Linked DNA regions of Triticum aestivum: region 1 is linked to region 2. Evidence: chromatin contacts called from public HiCAR-type data. All regions are on one chromosome and are shown on one strand. Each heading gives the region's core, a stretch centred on a gene start, on an enhancer-like site or on the middle of the called end of the contact. The rest is flanking DNA. Distances are from core to core; before and after follow the strand shown. Region 1 has its middle 200 kb from the start of LOC123138126. Region 2 has its middle 170 kb from the start of LOC123138125.

What was found. HiCAR-type assays count read pairs that join an accessible place to other places.
Region 1: a HiCAR-type map of leaf shows a contact between it and region 2, with 6 times the contacts expected there. The contact joins two enhancer-like sites. A contact is called at or near these places in 1 of 5 Hi-C or Micro-C datasets (leaf) and 1 of 1 datasets of contacts at active chromatin or transcription factors (leaf).

The regions. Positions count from the first base shown.
Region 1 is chr6B:576,564,869-576,568,708 of IWGSC CS RefSeq v2.1, forward strand. No RefSeq gene overlaps it. Among protein-coding and RNA genes, the nearest start is that of LOC123138126, 200 kb to the left of the region's middle. Within about 2 kb of position 1,788, at least 8 of the 8 cell types and tissues checked have an H3K27ac peak or open chromatin away from gene starts, as enhancers often do. A contact at or near this core is called in leaf, where this site is marked.
Region 2 is chr6B:576,172,720-576,176,502 of IWGSC CS RefSeq v2.1, forward strand. No RefSeq gene overlaps it. Among protein-coding and RNA genes, the nearest start is that of LOC123138125, 170 kb to the left of the region's middle. Within about 2 kb of position 1,957, at least 6 of the 8 cell types and tissues checked have an H3K27ac peak or open chromatin away from gene starts, as enhancers often do. A contact at or near this core is called in leaf, where this site is marked.

The DNA.
Region 1 (3,840 bases), core at 538-3,037, 390 kb after region 2:
CGAGGGCAGGCTCTGGTTCGGGCAGCGGCGGTGAGGTCGAGGGCGGCGGCGGCGAGCTCGAGGGAGGCGACAGTGAGGTGACGACGGCCTCGGGCGGCGGCTGTGAGGTCGAGGGGGCGGCCTCGGGCGGCGGCTGTGTGGTCGAAGGCGGCAGGTGGCGGCGGTGTGGTCGAAGGCGGCCTCGGGTGGTGGCGGTGTGGTCGAAGGCGGCAGGGCAACGGCGGCGATGGAGCAGTTGGGGGACAGGGGGAGTAGAGAGGGGGGGAAAGGACTTAGCGAAATTTTGAGCCCGGGCTGCCGGGATTTGAGTCAAACTAGCAGTAGCGCGTTTTGCCGAAACGCGCTATAGCTAAGATAGCTATAGCGTGTTCCAGAGAAACGCGCTACAGCTAACCCTTTCTGTTTTCTTTTTCTTTTGTTTTGTTTACATTTTTTTATTTCTCGTTTTTCTATTTTTTTCATTTTCATTTACTTTTCTACTTATTTTTCTATATTTTTTTTACATAGCAGTAGCGCTCTACAGCAGAAACGCGTTGCTACACTGTTTTTAGCAGTAGCGTGCTTCTGGAAAACCGCTGCTACTATTCCTAGCCTACCGGCACTAGTGAGGAAATTTTAGTAGTTGCGCTTTTCTGTGAAGACGCGCTACTGCTAAAATAATGGTTGTAGCGTGGTTTTGCAACAAGCGCTACTACTAAGTAGCGCTAGCGCCGAGTTTTGATCAACGCTACTGCTATACCTCTGTGTATAGCATTTTTCCTAATAGTGAACCGAGGTCGCTGGCAGAGAGGAGCCGCCGGAGGACGGTGCCATATAGTATAACTTTATATATATGCGATATAGCGTTGTATACTTTATATATACAGTTTATTGTTTGTTATTGTTGTATTACGTAGCCTAGCCACCTTCCATGAGAGTGTCGCTCTTGGCGTCGCTCTCAGTCTACGTGGACCGTGGCATAACGGCCATTTTTGTTAATATCCTGCTGCATGTCTAGTCCCACTGGATCGACATTTACACTTGCGTTTCTTTTTCACATAACTAGCACATGAAAACAACCACATTTGGCACGAGTAAGAGAATTCGTTTCGGTAAACGTCTCTCTCCGCCGAAAAGAAGGAGAAGATGAAGAGAGCAGGTAGCCAATTTGGATGCTCAAAAAAAAGGTAGCCAATTTGGCCGTTCCGACCGAAGCGGCACACACATGCCGTCACGTACGCTTCGCGCTTTTGCATGCTTTCGTGTGGAAACCGGTACAAACTCAGGAAAAAGAGAAGAAAAACCATGACATGGATGCTGTCAACAAATTGACATGGGCCCGGCCGTCTTGTCTGGTTGCACGCGATCGCCGAGGTGCGCGTGCACGTGTAATCTTGGGCGCCCGCACGTGTAACGGCGTAGTCTAATGCATTTGGTTAGTCATAATAATTTCAATAGGATTTTTATAAAAAAAATCATTAGTCTTTTGGTTTGTAGGAATGGATTTTTATTTTTATGAAGAAATTTTTTCTATCCTTCACATTTTATAGAAAAATAAACATTAGACTAGACTCAATGAAAAAACTCCTATGGTGTAAATCAAAAAATATCTTTTTTTTTATTTCTATTTGTAGGTTTTGAGATACATGTTATCTCATTTCCTATGACTTTTTTATTCTTACGATTTTTCTACCACCCTATGAACTAAACGGGGACGGAAGTGACCGAAGCGAGAAGAGCCATGGAGGGCGGCGGCGTAATTTCGCCGAGCGAAGAGGGCGGGCCCACCAGCAGAGCCCCCTGCCACGGGTGTCTTGTCTCACATGCACCACGTTCGCAGTTGCCAGGCCCGCCCACCACCGTCGCGTGGAGGGCAGCGCATGGACCGCCGGATCTTCTGCGCGTCGCCCCGGCTTTTCTGGCAAAGAAGCTTGCGCGCGCTCCTCCACCACCGCAATCGGTGCAGCATCTTTGGCCCCTGGACAGTTGCTCATCGGTTGCCACCGGAGGTCTACGGTTCAAGTTTTTACTCTGTTGTTCGACCACGACGGAGTCGAGGCCCCTTCGCCGGTCGAGGGCGATTCTCTCAGCCGCGGTAGAGTAGAGACATGCCAGCAGTGTGTGTCCGTGTTCAATTTCGCATCAGATTTCCCGTCACGGATCATTTCCAGCTCGATTTCGCATCACCTCATACTCGGACAGAGTTCAGATAATCTTAATGGGGGAGGGCGGAATGTAGAGGCCTCCGGTGCGTCGTGTCCGTGTGGCCAGCGCGGCTAAATTTCGTGTTTTGACACTTTTTTCAAACCTATTTGAGATCTGACCCTAGTCTGAATTTTTTTTAAGTTCTGACCCTTTTGCTACCGCCAGGGACCATGGCGGTAGGATATAACCAGTTGCGGACCTAGCCCACTGGGCCAGGGTGGGCCAATAGTGCAATTTACATATATATATATATATATATATATATATATATATATATATATATAATATATATATATATATATATTCTATTTTTGGCCTTTATGCTACAGTACTATAGAAGCCATTTTCAGATCTTAGGGTGGGCCACGGCCCACCTTGTCCACCCCCTACCTCCGCCACTGGGTATAACAGCCTACCGCCAAGGACCTTGGCGGTAGGGTTGCATGACCTACCGCCAAAAATCTCGTAAGTATGAAAACAGTGCGTGCTCGTGCCTACCGTCAAGCATCTAGGCGGTAGGGTTGTGCAGGCTACCGCCAGCTTGTTTGGCAGTAGCGATGTTTCCTACCGCCAAAGTCTCCGGCGGTAGGCTGTTAGACCCTACCGCCATGGACTCTGGCGGTAGCAAAAGGGTCAGATTTTAAAAAAAAATTAAACTAAGGTCAGATCTTGAATAGGTTTCAGAAAAGGGTAAAACACGAAAATTTGCCGGCCAGCGCGAGAAGCACAACGGATGGTGGGCCCAAAGGAATAGTATAAAAACAGCCTCTTTTTTTTCCTTTCACTCTCTCTTCTCCGCAGTCAGTGGACCACCGGGAAAGGCGAGGCACAGCCCAAAGCGATTCTACCACAGTGAGGGGGAAATCGGGTTGGCGTCTCTGCGTACGTGCTCATCACTCCTTTCCGTGTACCCCCACCGAGAAAAAAGGTAGATATTTTGTTTTCTCGAGTTCCAAGCTCACACTCCACGCCTTAGCCGTTTGATATTTTCTTCTTCATTATGCTCAGTAACCGACCGTAATAGCACTTGGTGCAATTGGAAATATCTTCGATCTTGCTTCTGCTGCAACGCGGACCCGAAAACAAACACAATATCTATCCGCTAACAAGGATACAGGATTGTCCGGACACATTTCAAATGAAATTTGAACAAACAGAATCAATTTTCATGCAAAACAGATAGTATTCAGTTAAATCGGACCACATTCAAGACATTTTCCGACATATTTCATAAAACAAAAGCGCCCGACAGTTAACCTAGTCTAAATCTTCGTCGTCGTTTGTGCTCGAAGTCCTTATTGTTCCCCATGTCCGGCATCTTCTCCGGCCATGAATTCCGGAAAGTGAAGTCGTAGGCCACCGACGAGGAAGAGTAAGACATGGATACGAACGCGCCCACATGGGACACAGACACCTTCGTCTCCATTGTCCTACTCTTCCCGTCTGAGTTCGCGGCCTGGAAGTCACCGACCGAGGTGTGGTTCATGATAGATATGGATGGTCCGGCCTTAGTGGTCGTTGCAGCCCGGCGTGAATCACGGGGGCGGTGTGAACGACGCGGGGTTGCCAATGTGCTCGTCCGAGATCGCCTACGCCGCCAGCATTGCCTCCGCGTCCGACTCCATCATGACCATTTTGCAGCTGGCGCGGGCGCCA
Region 2 (3,783 bases), core at 707-3,206:
AACATATATTTAAAAATGTTCATGGAGAATAAAAATATGTTTGCACAACTTTAAGAAAATGTTGATAGCATAAAAAATCATCACATTTAAAAATTGTTCTTGGATTTTTTTATTAAAATGTTTGTACAATTTAAAAAGTGTGACTGTAAATTATTAAAAAAAATGAAAGCATTCAAACAAATTCAAGGCATTTCAGAAAATGTTTGTAACATTTTTAGCAGAGAGTAAAATACATCAAATGTTTAAGCACATGTTTATAAAATAAAAAATGCATAAGTTTTACAAAATATGCACTAATAATGAAAAAATGTTACATTTACAAAAAAAATTCTAACACATGTGCTCGAAAATGTTGATTGTCTAAACAAAAAGGTTTAATTTCTATTAAAAATTATTTAACATCTACTAAAATATTATATTTGTACTTTAAAATGTTTAGCATGCATCTTAAAAATGTTGGACATGTATTCTAATAAAGGTAATGTTGCAATATTCATGTGGTTCGCGATGTACAGCCTATTATATCAAATGTATACAATATAAAAATTGTTTGCTAATTTATGTAAAAATTAATCTTACCATTCGAAAAATTGTTTGTGACATTTTCCATGAGAAGTTTATAAAATGTAAAAAATATTATTTTACTTTATAAAAAAAGTCCTTACCATTCAGTAAAACTGCACGGGAAATTAAAAAAATGTTCACGGGTTTCAAAAAAAATGGGAAATTTTTATAAAATGCTTATATAATGTAAAAGTGAATGTTAGAGGTTTTTTTTAAATTTTTTATATGAAATTCAAAAAGAAAATTGCAATACTGAAAACATGTTCTAACACTTAAATATGGTTTGCATGTTTAAACGAAATGTTCACGGCATTTACGAAAAACGTTCAACATGTGTTAAAAAGATTCACCGTGGATTCAAAATATGTTGGAAAAATGTTGAATGTCTATGTGAAAAAATTAATGTCTATTAAAGATGTTCAATGTGTACTCAAAAATTGTTCTATGTGTATACGAAAAATGTTAAACCTGTAAATGAAAAATGTTTAACCTTTATTTAAGTAATACATTAAGGGTATTTTAGAAAAAACAGAAAAAAATGAATAACAGAACTGGCAAAAAACCATGAAAACTGAAAGAGAAACACATAGGGAAAATGGAAGAAAAGCGATATAGAAAAAAACAAGAAAATGCAACGCAAAAAAATTGCACAAAAGGTTCTAAAACTTGTTTGTAGAAACTTCACAAAGCCAGTATACTAGCCCCACACCCCAAACGAGCGCACAGTCAAGCGCTTCAAACGAGATGGAGCTAGGTCTCGTAATAAATGAGACAAGGCTACCGCGATTGTTTCTTCTTGTTTTTTTCTTCTTTTCTTCCCATATTTTCTCAGAGAAATTCTCTCCCCGTTGGTGAATCATAAATTGTTTTTTTAGCTGGCGTGAATCATAAATTCCCGTTGGTGTAACAACCTACCGTCAAGGACCTTGGCGGTAGGAATCATCCCTACCGTCAATTAGGCTACTGGCCTGTACAAACCTACCGCCAGTGCCCGACGGTAGGTGCGAGCATGCATTATGTTTTATACTTAGAAAATTTTCCCAGTAGAGTATGTAGCCCTACCGCGAAGGACGTAGACTGTTATACCCTACAGCCGTGGACCCTGATGGTAAGAAAAGAGGCAGATTTCGAAATTTTTGCAAGACAAGGTCAGATCTCGATCAATTTTTAGAAAAAAGGTCAAAACACGAAATTTAGGCACCACGCGTGCGGTGGTGAAGGATCGGACGGACGGAGCCGTGCACCGAAACTCGGAAGGGAGTCGGATGGGTGATGCCACATGATATTGCTGGACTGCTCAAGCCGTCCCGTCAGGCATCAGCATCATGGGGCAGTGGCTGCGGCGTCCGGTGCAGCCAGAGCCAGCGATGCGAGGCTGGACCGGGGCGTGGGGCAGACGGTCCCTACGTACTACTACTACGTGCGGGCGTCGGATGGGGGGACACGGAACATGGCCGAAGCAGCAGAATGCCAGAATCGATCGGCCCCTGGTGGAAAGCGCCGATGGACGGACTGGTCGAAGACGCGCCCGTTGCCTACCCGCCGCTTGCTCGCTGGCTGGTGGTCCAGTCGATCGATCCAAGCCACTGCCATCTGCTCCTGTTCCTCCGCCCGCCCCATGGCCCCGGCTCCGGCTCCAGGTGCGGCTTCCTTTCCGTCACCCGATTCGCTGCGAACCACGACACACTCGCGAGTCACTCCGCACCGCACCTACCACCAGCCCAAACTACCACTGTTGGTAGAGCACTAGCAGTAGACTAGAATACGTTTTCACCGGCACGACGCGCCGCTGCGGCTGCCGGCGCGCTTGCGTCCACGGGATGATGATCCTTGCCTGCGTTGCTACCGCATGGCAGGCGGATAGCGAGCGCGGCGCTGCAAGCGGCAAAACTGCACTGCTCGGATTACGACTTGGAAACCTGGACAGCGTGAGGATGCAGGCGAGAGCAAGCAAGTTTTTGTTCTCTTGCCGCCCCGGTCGCCTCCTCTCATCATCACATCTCGTCTCGTCTGCCCCCTCCCCCGTCCACACAACGACACCAACAGCACATCACGCAATCAAGAGATCGCTTATCACCCACCATAGCCGTACCAATCGACGTCCGTCTCAGCCCGGCCGCGCTTCAATTTTCATGCACACAAAACACTGCGCTAGATAGCCAGTCCCCCTCCTCGCCGGTGTGAATTTCAGATACGCGCAGCATGAATTTTCCTAGCCCGCAGACGTTTCGCTTGCCGCCTCGCTATATTTCCAGTCGCCGTCAGAAATGAATTTCATTTCCCCGTCCTTCTCTTCCTTTCTACACGCGACACGAACACGACCGATCGCGACCGCGGCAGATGCTTTCGGGTCGACTGTGAGGCCAACCTCGATCCCCAGGCTAGATTTTTTCCTTCCAAAGCGACGAGCGGATTAACACAAATAGAGCAGCAGCACAACCGACCCGGTGCATGGCACACATTGACACGCCATTACGGCCAGGGCCCCGCCGGCTTTGGTAGCACCTGTAATCTTTCCTGCATGCGACGTCGCCGTCGAGGAGAGGTGGAATCCTGGCTATGCTTTGTGAGTGGGGGCTGCACAGGACAAAAGGTGCTCCCGCGTCCAATCAATCAAGGCCACGCTAGGGAGAAATGCTCTTGTCATGTGCCTGTTAGACTTGGCCAATTAACTACTCCTGCTGGTGAGGGCACTAGTTTATCCCTGAGATAATCCGATCATGGGCTGGCTAGCTTGATGCCAATTCAGCGCATGACAACAATTCAACAGATGCGAAGAAAATTAGGGTTCTGTCTGCACTTTGTTACTCCAAATATACATACTATTATTTACCACTTAGAGAAGAACTCATGTTTGTGTGTCTACTCCCAGTTAACTACTGCCAGGGTAAGCTGACTTTGATATTCTTGGGAAAATCCTGGCGACAGGTGCGTGAAGCCGGCCTGACAGTGATGCATCACCTTAGAAACAGTGAAAAGCTAGCGGTATGGAAGAGAGAGTGGAAGAAGAGGCTAGACACGGTTTTTGTTTTCTCTGAGTGGATGAGATTGTGAAAAAAGGGGCTTCTTTTTGCAAGAATATTTGTGCAATAGATCGATCGCTGTACTGTTCAGCAAACTTTAAATCTTGTTGTCCCCCACAATCAATTTCATCGATTAATTTCGACACAAAAGGAATAATTATCCGCATTGGATGTTTATTTTTTATTTTTCATCAAT